2 separate regions of the Mus musculus genome follow, and region 1 is linked to region 2. The links are chromatin contacts, called in public Hi-C maps. All regions are on one chromosome and are shown on one strand. The core of a region is the stretch at or near the end of the contact, and the rest is flanking DNA. Distances in the headings are between cores, read along the strand shown. Region 1 has its middle 4.3 kb from the start of Col14a1. Region 2 has its middle 78 kb from the start of Mtbp.

What was found. A called contact is a pair of places that touch in the nucleus more often than the background predicts.
Region 1: a contact with region 2 is called in a Hi-C map of liver, with 1.9 times the contacts expected there. The contact joins two enhancer-like sites. A contact is called at or near these places in 1 of 39 promoter capture datasets (pre-B cells), 2 of 484 Hi-C or Micro-C datasets (the N1E-115 cell line and liver), 1 of 115 datasets of contacts at active chromatin or transcription factors (stem cell-derived neural progenitor cells) and 2 of 9 other capture datasets (embryonic stem cells and liver).

What each region holds. Positions count from the first base shown.
Region 1 is chr15:55,302,048-55,304,791 of GRCm38.p6, forward strand. No RefSeq gene overlaps it. Among named protein-coding and RNA genes, the nearest start is that of Col14a1, 4.3 kb to the right of the region's middle. Within about 2 kb of position 1,349, at least 6 of the 459 cell types and tissues checked have an H3K27ac peak or open chromatin away from gene starts, as enhancers often do. A contact at or near this core is called in liver, where this site is marked.
Region 2 is chr15:55,633,795-55,636,494 of GRCm38.p6, forward strand. It overlaps a transcript of Sntb1 not described here. Among named protein-coding and RNA genes, the nearest start is that of Mtbp, 78 kb to the left of the region's middle. Within about 2 kb of position 1,422, at least 2 of the 459 cell types and tissues checked have an H3K27ac peak or open chromatin away from gene starts, as enhancers often do. A contact at or near this core is called in liver, where this site is marked.

The sequences.
Region 1 (2,744 bases), core at 99-2,598, 330 kb before region 2:
AACACCAGTCAGTCAGCATATGTATGTTATCTAGAAACGTATAGACTCAAAAATGTCAGATGATATGGAGGAGTAAAAGATGATATTTAGGTAGAACAAGATAGCACTATTTACACTTTTCACATTTTCAGGATTCCTGACTTTGAAAACTGAGCATACACATTTTATTTGGAGACAGGGTTTCATGCAGTCTAGACTGGCCACCAACCTTCTGCATAGCCAAGAATAACTTGGAACTCATGGTCTTGTCTTTATCTTCCAAGGGCTAGGATTACACATGTGCGCCATTTTGCTCAAGTTATCTGGTGCTAGGTCTTCGTGCATTCTAGCTAAGTACTCTAGCAACTGAGCAATCTCTCCAGTCCTGTATTATTTTAGTAAAATAATGATTAAACAAACAAAAATAAGCCAAATGAGTTCTTATAGCATAGCTAAAATTAAAGACTCTAAATAAGGGCTCTTCTTGATGATATTATGATTGCCGAGAGTCTTGACTTTTAGTTATATGACATTGATCTAGCAATATCTGCCACTGGCTCTTTTGTGGGGATTTGGATGGGGTAGCTAATTCACTGTAAAGTGAAAGGGGGGTTGGCACATGGATAATTGCAGGCCTGCTCTAGCACAATTATGCTATGAATAGAACCCTTTATGTAACATGCACGCCCTGACAGCATGCTGTCACACATGAAAAGCTTGGCGTCATTAACATCATGACTTTGATCCCAGCCACGGAGTTGAAAAGATGAGGAATGTCTTAATCACTTGCTCAGGAGTATGAATGGCGATTGTCAGAAAGGAGCTGTAGTGCCACAGGACAGCATGAGTCAGCATCAGTTGAACCTCCAGAGTGATTCGAATCTTGCAGAGTTAATGTACTAAATATAGGATGATAAACTCAAATGTATTTTTGTAAAGCAAAACCTGTAAAAAAAATACATGGAAGGCATCACTCATGTTATTTGGAAGAGGTTGTCTATATTATTATCACAATAATAAAAGTGCAGACCCAGGAGTTAAAACAGAGTCTAGAATTGGGTTTTCGTTGAGCCTGGGTGAATCTGGGCAAGCTTTCTTAAAACTTTAGAGCCCTTCAAGAATTCTCAGCTAAAAGCAGCCTTGTTTGAAGTTCCCCCATTTGCAGGAAAAGAAATCACATCTGGCATATGGAGGACTGCTCATGGCAGAGACAGGATCTCCAGAAAGAGAGGGGTAAATGTTTTGGGAGACGTGGGCAAGGCTGTTTGCTATTCAAGACATTGAACAACCACGACACAGCAGGGGCAATTTCATCAGAACGGAGGCCCAAAGTTCAGCTTCAGTTCTGGGTCAAAAGTCAGTCAGGTGGAGAGGCCATTCCAACTGGATGTTGGAGGTGCGTCAGGTACAAACAAGCGTATTGTTCCTTCAGGCCTTAGAGTTAGTGTGCAATGAGATGAAATCGAGCAAAATGCGCTGTGTGTACATAATGGGATTTTGTTTAGCTGTAAAGGGAAACGAAATAATTCCCAGGAAAACAGATAGATCTGGAGTTCACAAGGTTAAGCAAAACAAGCCCAATTCAGAAGAAACGGAATATGTTTTCTTGAATATAAAGAATGTAAGCTGGGCGTGGTGGCGCACGCCTTTAATCCCAGCACTTGTGAGGCAGAGGCAGGCGGATTTCTGAGTTCGAGACCAGCCTGGTCCAGGACAGCCAGGGCTACACTGCCTCAAACAAAACAAAACAAAACAAAAAACAAAAACAAACAAACAAACAAAACTCTGACCCATAATTGTTCGGGCTGGTGAGATGGCTCAGTGGGTAAGAGCACCCGACTGCTCTTCCGAAGGTCCGAAGTTCAAATCCCAGCAACCACATGGTGGCTCACAACCACCCATAATGAGATCTGATGCCCTCTTCTGGTGCGTCTGAAGACAGCTACAGTGTACTTACATATAATAAATAAATAAATAAATCTTAAAAAAAAAAAAGAATGTAGATTCACATGCATGTGTATGCGCGTGTAGGGCATGAAAATTAACAAGTAGGGTGAGAGGGAAGATGAAGTCAGAAGAGACTGGGAAACAGGAGGGAGTAGTGGAAGATGGGGTGGTTTGTGACACAGAAGTAGGAGCTAATTGACGAGAGGAAGGGAACCATCATAGGGGTGGGATTGGACAGGGGATGGCTCTCTCTCTCTCTCTCTCTCTCTCTCTGTGTGTGTGTGTAAAAACATAGTACAATGAATGATGAATGAAGAATATTCATGAAAATGTCACATTTCTTTGTATACTAACCAAAAATTAATTTAAAATATCATCATTTTCACTTTTATATCCCAACGTACAATACTCACATTTGAGGCAGTGACTACTAGTTAGTCTTATTTGGAACTTATATCAACCTTTGACTAAGAGAAGATAGAAAACCCTGAATGACAGAGTATGGTCTAACTGCAGTGGTCTATAACTCCTGTTCCAGGGGATCTAGCAATCTTTTCTGGCCTTCACAGGCACAGACATACTTGTAGGTAAAACACCAATGCATAGAAGAATAAAAATAAATATATCTTTTTTTAAAAAAAGGAAATGACAACCCCAGTGTGTGAATATAACTTCTATTTATTATAGGTTAGATCCATAAGCACATGTTATTTAACTCACATGACACTATCTCAAAAAATATATATTTTAAGATATGTAATAAATGGAATAAGATGAATTTTTTTAAGTATAGGAATAGTCAGCTCAGAAGCAAAAGA
Region 2 (2,700 bases), core at 172-2,671:
ATAATTTGCAGTAGGGCCTATTACATTTTTATAATGTTCCCTTCCAGATATCCTTTTTCAACCAGGAATATCTCCTCCAAGTTTCTATTATTTCTCCATGCTCAGACCCAAGCACCCTATCTGCACCAATTATTTTATTTATTTCTTGTGTGTGTGTGTGTGTTTGAGACAGTGTCTTGCCATATATAGCCCAGTTATTCTTAACAGTTTTCTGTTCGATGTTGTGAGTAAAATTAATAATGCTCCTGAATCATGTTCACTAGAAAACAAAACTTGAAGCAAGGACCAAAGAGATAGTGGCTGATATCCTTTGTCAGATGGGTTGTCCCAAGATGGATGATGAATGTTTTAGCACTATCACAGTCAAGAACCCTGAAAGGAAGATAGAAAGCATCACAGAGGAACTGAGTAGTCCCTCCATACTGTGAACTTTAATTTGCCCTCTTAGATTTCAGTTCACCACAGTTTTTGTTTCTCTCAGTGTTTTAAAGCGCTATCCTCTAAGCAAAACAGCCCCCCTTCTCATCAGCTCAGCCATGCCTACCTGCAAGAGTCTGTCATAAGAAGGATACGGGGAGCATCATTGGACCATCACCTGAGCCTCAATCCAATCCCCTTGCACCGTCTTGCTATTTGTATGCAATTCTGCCCTAATTGCAAGTAGCCTTGGGATATGGAGATACTAGAGCGTATAGGTAGGGAAAGGTTCACTATGGGAAGAAACACCGATGTGGCTATGGGCCAGTCATTATCCGTGCTGAGTGAAGATTTCTCCAGCATCATTCCTGTAAGAAGTTTCTCAAATAATCTTCCGTAAGTCCAAGAAGTTCATTGTTCCTGGGTCAAACCTTGGTGGAATCAGACTTTGGTTGGTTATTAGGACCTGGGAAAGAAGGGTATATTTTGTTCATGCTTCCCCAGGGAAGGGATTCTCACAACATTCAGGCTAGTTCTTTTAGCAACTCTTTAGGAAGCCAGGACTTATACCCTACTGAGTGGCTTTTGATCCAAGTCTGAAAGAACACAGAAAGCCAGGTATGCATCTTCTGGTTGCCTAGCAGGGAAGGGATAGAGCTAAGGGGGGCAGTGTTGTCAAGCAAACAACTGGTTTGCTCTGAGCAGAAACCTTTAGGTCAAGCAGAACCAGCTGTTGTATCTAGGATGGTGCTTCTGGCTCTTCATGAGAACCTTGGGGAAGATTTGAATCTTGCTGCAATTTTACTGATTTTGTCTATGCCAACGCAGACAGAGAACATTCTTATCAATGTGCCAGCTGTTAGTGTACAAGGATACTGTATTGATATACCTCGTCTTTCAGCTGGTTGCAAACACTACAAAGATGATCTATCTACATCAGGTCTTGTGTACTTGTGCAATCCTAGCTCATGGTCAAAAGGTACATGTTTTAAAATTTTTAGGTGTTTGTCAAAGTGTTCTCCAAATTATTGCCAAATACATTTACTAGTGGCTTTACCCAGGCTGGTTGTGACCTTTAGTACTAGACATCTGAGAAGACTTTAATCTTGGTCTCTTTTTTCCTACCAAAATGTCCAATTAAAAGCTTTCTTTGACTTGTTTTACATTTGTTAGTTGTTGTCAGCCTTGACTTGTCTCTGTGTATAGGATGTTGCTGTGGAAGAAAAATCGGACTTCCAGTGTTTTCTAGGGTAAAACAGGGGTCATGACTGAAGGGTAGGCAAATAGAAGTCTTGGTGCCAGGAATGCAAGACCTTTCAAACACCTCTAGCCAGCCAGCAAATGAATGGGTCTGCCTGGTGAGATAAGAAGCGTCCTCCTCATACTGAGAAATTTCAATTTCAGGCTCGATGCACAATGCCAAAGTGTTCAAGAAGAGTTCCCGAGTGCAGCGGCATATGCTACAAGGTCAGTGTGGCCCGTCATGCAGCTCCTGGGACACAGTGTATGTCTAAGATGAACTTAGATGGTATGAACTTTAAAAAAGTTTTAATTGGTGTCTATGCAGCTTGCAACATCAGCATCCTACTGCCATGTTCCTAGCAAATCATACCCCTTATTAGCGCAGGGAGGTGGTAGCACTCGAGAAAACTGCACAGAAATATGCTTCACAGCCTTTAGGTCTTTATAAACCCCAGACTCTATGGTTCTAAATCTAATCTCAGTACTGCTAAAGTTTCAGTTAGTTCAATGACTTCTGAATATCAGCCCATTACATTTATTGCAAGAAATTGCAACAAAACCCAACTACAGTACAATAGAGAATTTAAGTACTTTTGAGCTTGGTGCAGGGGTCACATTTTAGTTAAAAATGAGAGTCTCAAATTGTAGATGAAAAGCTGTCTGAAACTATACTCAAATTAAGAATTTGGGGATAAACATTAATATTTTGGGGAAATCTGTCAACACTTGCTGTGTTGCATAAAATGCTGACTGTGTTTTAAATGGGCTCTGAGTTGCTAGTGGTATTAACTTACCCTGCCAACACTTCTAAGACCAGTCTTGATGGGAAAGAGACATGGCCTGTCTTCACACCCACACAGTCCTCTGAGACTGTCACGAAGCCACCATCCGCTCAGTTCATCCCACGATATACTTAAAATTATAAGCCTAGGCATTGGAGATCTGAGACAAATATTTATTCAGTTTATATATCAATTGTACATGACATTCATAGGGGCTATAACACAGGCAGATTTAGAAAAAAAAAACACTCAAGATACA